3 separate regions of the Gossypium hirsutum genome follow, and all the other regions are linked to region 1. Evidence: chromatin contacts called from public Hi-C data. All regions are on one chromosome and are shown on one strand. Each heading gives the region's core, a stretch centred on a gene start, on an enhancer-like site or on the middle of the called end of the contact. The rest is flanking DNA. Distances are from core to core; before and after follow the strand shown. Region 1 has its middle 22 kb from the start of LOC107951157. Region 2 holds the start of LOC107952073. Region 3 holds the start of LOC107952074 (endoglucanase 6-like).

Region 1 (2,700 bases), core at 170-2,669:
TCACCAACCAAATAAAAAAGAGGTTTTTATCCATATTTTGGCATTAAGTCATAATTAGATCAGTCAATTTTTTCCTGAACTGAAAAATTCGAGTTTGATCAATTGAAATCTAAACTTAATCATAAAAATCAACAATTTAAATCTATTTAATCAAAATTCAAATTTATTCGACCCAATTTTTTTAAAAAATAATTTAAACTTAAAAGTGAAAAAATAAAACAACTCGCGGGAGAACCCGGTTCTCAATTTTGGATGATCGAAAATTGAATTAATTCAAATTGATATTACCTAAAATCACCAATGAGGGTCTTGTGTAATTTCAGATTTGTGTCTCTATACTTTTAATAATTTAAATTACAACCTGCTTACCAACAATCAGAGTGGCGCAGCGAAAGCGTGGTGGGCCCATAACCCACAGGTCTCAGGATCGAAACCTAGCTCTGATAAAGATTAGCCGATATTTTGTTTTGTCTTTTTCCCGTCACAAAGCTGAATATTGCAGAAGTTATGTTTCAAAATCACAACAGAACTTTTTGTTTAGCCTTCAATCCTTTCACATTAACGTGAACACTAACACCTGCTTAACTCCATAATAATGTCTTAACACTTGCCACAGAATGAACATTCTGCTATGTGTAAACAATTATGTAGAAACACTTTAAATAAGTTTCCAGCTGCAGGAGTTTTACATTTTCATGATCACAAAACTCTTATATTATTTGCTTAAGAGGTTTGATAGACATAGCATGAGGGACTTCATTTGTACTTCAAAAGATTATGCTTGATGTATTGTCAGGTGCTTGGCTTTTTGGATATGGACAAAATCTTTGACTTGGCTTGGACCGGTAATCCTCATCTACTACTACTCTTTTCCATTATTGTACCATCAAAAGATTTTGTATGTTAGAGTAACTAACTAAGGATTGGTTCAGTATCCTACTGGCGTGATGCTTTCAGCACTGCTGTGTATTTGATAAACAGGTTACCTTCCTCCCCCCTAAACCAGGTCTCACCGTATGAAAAATAGTTTAAAGTCTCACCAAATTACTCCTTTCTACGTGTCTTTGGGTGTCTGTGTTTTCCTAACCTTCGCCCTTACAACACTCATAAATTACAGTTTAGGTCAACCCCATACACATTCTTAGGTTACTCTCCCATGCACAAAGGGTACCGTTGTCAGGATAGTAATGGGCGTGTATATGTCTCTCGTCACATCACCTTTCATGAAACAGTCTTTCCATTTCAATCCATTGCTGACCAATCTGTCCCACCTATAACTAAGTCACAGTCTAGTTCTAGACTTCTTGTCTTGTCGCCAGCTCAATCTTCCACTACTAGTTTCCCACCTCTTATTTCAACCACTCCCTTAGCCATCCCCTTGCATCCTACACCTCAACCTATCTCGTCTGATCATGTTCCCCCCACTTCAGTCAACTCTTCCCCTTCTCCACCTAGTTCCAGCCTACCTGATCCATCCTCTCCACACCCCTTACCTGGTCAAAACCCTTCAACAACCTGTCTTCCTCATAACTCTCATGCTATGGTCTCCAGAAGCAAAGCAGGGATTTTTAAACCTAAGGTATACCTGAGTACAGCAACTGATATGTCTGAAGATGTTCCCGTTGATATCCATGCTGCCATGAGCACTGAGCCTTGGAAAGCTGCTGTTCATAATGAGCTGCAAGCTCTTATTCACAATCGCACTTGGAGTCTCTGTCTACTACCTGAAAATAGACGAGCCATAGGCTGTAAATGGCTCTTTAAGGTGAAAAGGAACGCCGATGGCACGGTGGATAGATATAAAGCTCGCTTAGTCGCAAAAGGGTTCTCTCAGCATGCTGGACTTGATTTTCGTGACACTTTCAGTCCAGTTGTACGAGCAGCAACTATTCGCACTGTTCTCGCTCTTGCGGTCATGAAAGGATGGTCCTTAAGACAGGTTGATGTAAATAATGCTTTTCTCAATGGTGTGTTGACTGAGGAGGTCTACATAAGCCAACCACCAGGGTTTGAGGTGGTCGATCCCAATGGTCAGCAGCTAGTCTGCAAGCTTAACAAAGCTTTGTATGGTTTGAGACAAGCCCCTCGAGCTTGGTTTCAGACTCTCAAACACTATCTGGTTACTCAACTTGGTTTTCGAGCTTCAAAAGCAGATCCTTCACTTTTCATTCGAGCTACTATAGAGAGTTCTCTATTGCTTATGGCGTATGTCGATGACATTATTATCACTGGAAGCTCCACTAATGAGATTGATACTGTGGTGCAGCAACTTCATCGTCAATTTGCTCTAAAAGACATGGGACAACTCCACTTTTTCTTGGGTATTTCTGTTCATCATACATCACAAGGGTTGCTCTTAAGCCAGAAAAAATACATTACAGACATACTTCACAAGACTGGCATGTCAGGCGCATCGACTACACCAACACCTATGGTCAGCACTCCAAAGCTAGTTGCCTCTGATGACAGCCCGCCATTTGTTGATGGCCCCTTGTACCGAAGCATAGTCGGCATGCTTCAATATGTGTGCATTACTCGTCCCGATTTATGATTCTGTGTTAATAAGCTTAGTCAATACATGAACGCTCCTAGTGAAGCTCATTGGAAGGCTGTTAAACGGGTGTTGGGGTATCTTCTAGGTACTTTAGATCATGGATTGTTTCTCTCCAAAGGCCAGTTTGAGTTAGTCGGCTATTCTGA
Region 2 (2,700 bases), core at 96-2,595, 850 kb before region 1:
CTTAACTTCCTTATGATCTTCACTATCATCGGGTTTTTCCTTTTCTTCACCATCCATCTTTTCTTTGGCTTCAATATTTGACTTTTCCTGATCCTTTGGCACATTGTTACCTTCTATCTCACCATCTGTATTCCCTTTGTTATCATGTTTTGATTCTTCCAAACCCTTTTGCATGTTATCACCTTCTTTTGCACCATTCGTCTCTCCTCTGGTTTTAAGATTTGATTCTTTCTGACCTTTTTGCTCATTATCACCTTCTTTCGCACCATCTACTGCTCCTTTGGATTCCTGACCCTCCTTATCGCCTTTTCCACCATCTGCCTGTCCTCTGGCTTCAAACTGCGATTCTTCCTTACCCTTTTACTCGTTATCACCTTTTGTATTGTCCACTTTTCCTCCGGCTTCAAACCGCAATTCGTCCTTACCCTTGTGCTCATTATCACCTTTTCCACCATCCGCCTTTCCTCCGGCATCAAAATGTGATTCTTGCTAAGCCTTTTGCACATTATCACCTTCTCCACCATTGGTCTTTCCTCCGGTTTCAACATGTGATTCTTCCCGACCCTTGTGCTCAATATCACCTCCTTGTTCATTGTCTGACTTTCCTTCTGCTTCACTACTTGAATCTTTCCCATCCTTCACCAAATTCTCACCTCCATTTGAACCTGATTGCAGTTTCAAATTACTCTTACTTGTAAAACTCCCAATATCTCATTTTGATCCATTAGTTTGATCTCCTCCATTTCCTTTCAAGTTTTTAATTCCAATTGAATCTGAAACAGATTTAGAATTACCATTTTCTTTCACCGGTTCCACTGTGCCATCTAATTTCTGATTTAAACCAGTCTGTTCATTCCCCTAAAAAGGAAAAATCAATGAGAAATTTTATTTGATCCCATGAATGAAATTAAACAATTTAATCAACATTCTCCGTTTTAAAAAAAAAAACTCACCTTTGGATCAGAACTTGAGCAATCGACAACAACTAGCAGTAGAAAAAATCCCGTCAAAGAAACATAATTTCTTTCCATATTTAACATAAACCCAATTTTTGTGCTAGAATAAGAACCTTTTCATCACAGAATTAATCAAAAGCAACCTCAAAACAGTCTAAATACATATGAAGAAGAAGAAGAGGTTGAAGGTTTCTAACCTTAAAAAGGAGACCTTTTTTTGTACACTAATTTGGACAGCTTCCACATTCACCACTTCCAAACTTGAAATACTTGATTTTTCATCAATATTTTAGAGAAAAAAGAAGAAGCTCAGACATACAAGGGTAGATTAAAAAAAAAAAAGTCAGAATAGGAACTGGGGGAGAAAAAAAAGGGAGACTTTGAACCGAGAAAGGAAACGGTGGCGTTTAGGAGTTATAATATAAACGGAACAGAGTTCCAAGGATATAGGTTGCATAATTGACATTTGTTTTGGATCGCATCGCAAATCTTCTTTTCCTGTTTCTGAAGCAACGTTAATTATTAATAACTTTTTTAATTTACGAATTTTTTTATATTTTTATAGCACGTGTGAACACAAAACCAACAACATTAGTCATGTATCAATATAAGTAAGATATTCAAGTTTAGGTATTAATTATCTTTAAAACAAATTTAGATTTATGCTTTTTTGCATATATAATATAAAAAAAAATTCTAAAATGGTAACCAACTGAATTATTTACGAAAATGGTATATCAGGGATGGTAGAGGGTGGTGCATAGGTGGCACCACCTCTATTTTCAGACTTCTCTAACTGATAGTGAAAAAAACACTTTTTTAATAGGTGAGTATAAATACAAAATAAATATAAAATGAAAATGAACAAAAAGAAAAATCGAAAAAATTGGGTGAAGGGTGGGTGCCAGGCGACACTGGTGAAGCCCTCTTGACAGGTGGCATCGTGTCAACCCTAATTCCCTCGACTACTGCGTCGTGATGGGACGAGACCCTTAAGGTCTTGTGAAATTGGGTTTGTGGGACCTTATAACCATGGTCCCTCAAAGTGAAAAAGAAAAAAAAAGAAAAAAGAAAACAGATTAGATCAAAAGAGAAGAGAATGAGAAGAAGGAAAAAAACAGAAAAAAAGATTTACAAAATAGAGAAGAGCCGGAAAAAAAAACATTTGTTAAGGATTTGAGGTTTGAACAAAAGGATTTTGTTAGAGTTTAGGGTTTGAATAAAAAGGCGATTACAGGGTTTTTTTATTAGGGTATAGAAAAAAAGAATTAAGGGGTTTTTTTTAAGGTTAAAAAGGATTAGAGAGTTTTGTTTAGGGTTTGAAAAAAATATAAAAAAAGATCAAAAGAGAATTTTGTTTAGGATTTTAACAAAAAATATCAAAAAAGGTAATTTTTTAGTATTCATAAAATATTCGTTTAGTTCAGTGTTTATTGTGATTTATAAGTTATAAATGTTAATTTTTGTTGTTTTTGAATTTTTGGACAAATGTTTTTGATTTATTGATAGTTTGATTTTTTTTAAAAATTATTTTTGTAAGGTACTATTTTTGTTTGAAAGAAAGTGTGGAGGTTTGTTTCTGTTATATTTTTTTATTAACATTTTTTTGTTTATTATTAGATGCAAATAATAACATATAGTCCAATTAGGTTTATTTTGTTTTGATAATTTATGTTATTTTAACATAATTTTTTTTATTTTTTATGTAAGTAAAATATAGGACCATTGAGTTAGAATTTATGAG
Region 3 (2,887 bases), core at 201-2,700, 920 kb before region 1:
AGTTTGTTTAACAATTTCTTTTCTTTTCTTTTCTTTTCTTTTCTTTTTTTTAAAAGAAGAAGCTTACATTGTAGCCGCTGACGGATCGGTAGTATTTTTGGGCAACTGTGATGCTGCTGTCGTATTTGCCTCTGTACTTATCAGCAAAATCGAATAGCTGAAAACAGAAACCAAATATCAAAATGTGTATGTAATATGCGGAAAGAAGGAAGGGTAATTCTGGGATATGCGGGTTTAATTTGGACCGTCGACATAGTGTTAGTACGTGAGAAACGAAAATTTAAATTGAGACCTTTACGGTACAATGAACGATTGAGATCTACTAGTACAATAGATCTACACGGTCATAAGATAACTTATTACACGTGTTAACGGTGCAAGGGCGCCATGATCCGATTTATACGCCGAAAAAGTTTACTACTACTTTAAACGACAACGTTTCCTTTAAAGACGAGACAAAATGTTAAACAGGTTTTTGGGGAAAAAGGAACTTGAACAGTTACTACCAAAATAAATAAATAAATTCTAAAATTAAAAAAATTAATTTCATTTATAAATAAAAATTTTATCGTGAACTGTAACTGTAAGCTAAAGGGAGTAGGAAAATAATACCTGATAAGCGTGGTGAAGAAGCTCGCTGGAATATGCAGGGTTGGAGCGGCGGAAGACGATTGAAGCGGCAGCCATGGCAGCTGCAGTTTCACCGGCAAGATCCGACCCGGGGTTGCTCGGGTCAATCTTGTAAGCGTGACGGTCGGTTGTCATGTCTTCGGGTCTTTGCCAACAGTAATGGTCAGTGTTTCCATCTCCCACCTAAAAAAAAAAAAAGAACAAGTTGATAGGAAATGGATCTTAGCCTTAAAATGTTGCTTTCGAGTTGGTGATTTGAAAAAGATCTGGACATATTAGTTACAAAAAACAATAGTGCATTTAAATATATATATATACACCTCTCCATAAAGGACATAAGGTTCCGGGTGGGCTTTGATAAGATAGTCAGTACCCCACTTGACGGCTTCCATGGCATGGCCGAGCTCTCCATTTGCAGCCATTGGTTTGCCGTACTCTATTATACTCCAGGACATCATTGTTATGGTGAATGCCATTGGAAGACCAAACTTCACATTGTCCCCTGCATCATAGTACCCTCCTACCAGATCCACCTGTTAAATTTCACAATCAAATTACAACCCCATAACTCTCAAAAGAAAAAAAAGTGGGACTATGGGAGTGGGAGTGTAAGTTTAGCTTACCCCACTGACTTTGCCGTCATTCAAGCCGGAATTAGCTCGCCATGTGACTCTCTGGTTATGAGGAAGATAACCAGATCTCTGAGCTTCAAAGAAGAGAATGCTCTTACTGAGAGCTTGGTTATAGTCATGCCAACCCAATGCAAAAGGAAGACAGAGTACCATTAAAAGCAGAGGAGCCATTGACATTGATTTCTCCATGTATTCACAGTAATCAGAAAGACACTAAAAATCAAATTTCAAGAGAGTGAAAACCAAATCTGTTTCTATACTGCAAAAATGGGATTTCCTTCAACTTTCTAAAACTAATAAGAGGACCCCATTTTGGATTAAACACACAATGTGGGTAGAATTTTATCAGTTTAAAATTCCTGATGAACCCACCAACAAGAGGGAGATAGAGAGGAAGAGAGAGCAGTGAGAATGGGAAATGGAAGAGGAGCTGAAGCCTCTATATATTGCAAAAGGAAGGAAGCAACCGAGAGGCAAGAAATAGGAAGGGATCAATAAATGCAATATTTTTAAATTTTATTTCATAATAAAATTATTTTTGCCATTTTGGAGGAGAGGAAAACGGCTGATAAAAGAAAAGAACAGGATCATGTGGGTGTCTCTGGCTCTTTACTGGGAAGAGTCGGTGTGGATTTTAATGCTATTTTAGGGTGAAAAAAATAGCAGCTGATGTTGAAAATATTATTACGTACAAAATTTAAAGTTGATGTTTTGATTTTGATTAGACTGAGTTCTCATTTGCCAAACCAAACAGGTAGGAGAAAAAAAAACGCAGGGATGTGGGAGCCGAAGGTTTCAAGATTTTGAATGTCCATAATACCCCAGAAATCGGTCAGAACAACATGTCTCATTTTGCTACCAAAACCTGCACTGCACAAACTTGTGGCTACAAATATTGGACAATTTCGGCTTTGCAAATAATTGGGTTTGGCATTACAGGTCTATGTATTAGGTAAAAGTTTTACAACTAAGACCTAAAAGTGATGTCCCCAGTTGGGTGGGGTTGCCTGATTTATATATAATATTAATAGATTTTATGATTATTTAAACTCAGTTCAACCCAAGTTACTATTTTAAATTTATATGTTTTTATTTATTAAATTTTAAATATAAGCAATTTAACATACAATTTTTTAATGTTTATAATATATTATTAATTTATTATATATTTAATTTTTATTTATTATAAATTACATAATATATTATAAATTTAGAAAATAGTCTAGCCTTGAACTTTACATATTAAAATCTTAAATTTAACCTAAATTTTTAATGAGTCTAACTTTTATTTGAGCTCATTTTTTGAGATTAATATCTTTTAAGTAAATTCTTATAAATTCAAGTAAGCTTTTGAACTTAAACTAATAACTTAATATTTATATATAAGGCTAATATTTTGCATACTGATTATTCTAATTTTATAAGCAATTTAATTTATTTTTATCATATTGTAACCTTTAAAATTATAAAAACAGTACTCCAAATAAATTTCTTATATATTTAATACATGCCATTTATTGAAGAAGGTTGGATGATGAAGCAAAAGAAATTGAACCAAAAAGCCATTATTTTTTGTCCAGCTAAAAGGGATTCAGGTTTTAAAACTAGGATGGTGGGATGAAGGT

Evidence for each region. A called contact is a pair of places that touch in the nucleus more often than the background predicts.
Region 2: a Hi-C map of leaf shows a contact between it and region 1, with 1.9 times the contacts expected there. The contact joins the promoter of LOC107952073 here to the enhancer-like site in region 1. A contact is called at or near these places in 4 of 34 Hi-C or Micro-C datasets (all in leaf).
Region 3: a Hi-C map of leaf shows a contact between it and region 1, with 1.7 times the contacts expected there. The contact joins the promoter of LOC107952074 here to the enhancer-like site in region 1. A contact is called at or near these places in 2 of 34 Hi-C or Micro-C datasets (both in leaf).

The regions. Positions count from the first base shown.
Region 1 is chrA02:47,918,067-47,920,766 of Gossypium_hirsutum_v2.1, forward strand. No RefSeq gene overlaps it. Among protein-coding and RNA genes, the nearest start is that of LOC107951157, 22 kb to the right of the region's middle. Within about 2 kb of position 1,420, at least 6 of the 9 cell types and tissues checked have an H3K27ac peak or open chromatin away from gene starts, as enhancers often do. A contact at or near this core is called in leaf, where this site is marked.
Region 2 is chrA02:47,068,789-47,071,488 of Gossypium_hirsutum_v2.1, forward strand. LOC107952073 reads right to left here and starts at 1,346. Exons shown (of 4, transcript XM_041085612.1): 1 at 1,154-1,346; 2 at 1-846. The coding sequence starts at 174.
Region 3 is chrA02:46,996,300-46,999,186 of Gossypium_hirsutum_v2.1, forward strand. It overlaps LOC107952074 (endoglucanase 6-like), which reads right to left and starts at 1,451. Exons shown (of 8, transcript NM_001327596.1): 1 at 1,254-1,451; 2 at 951-1,163; 3 at 613-813; 4 at 68-157. The coding sequence starts at 1,451.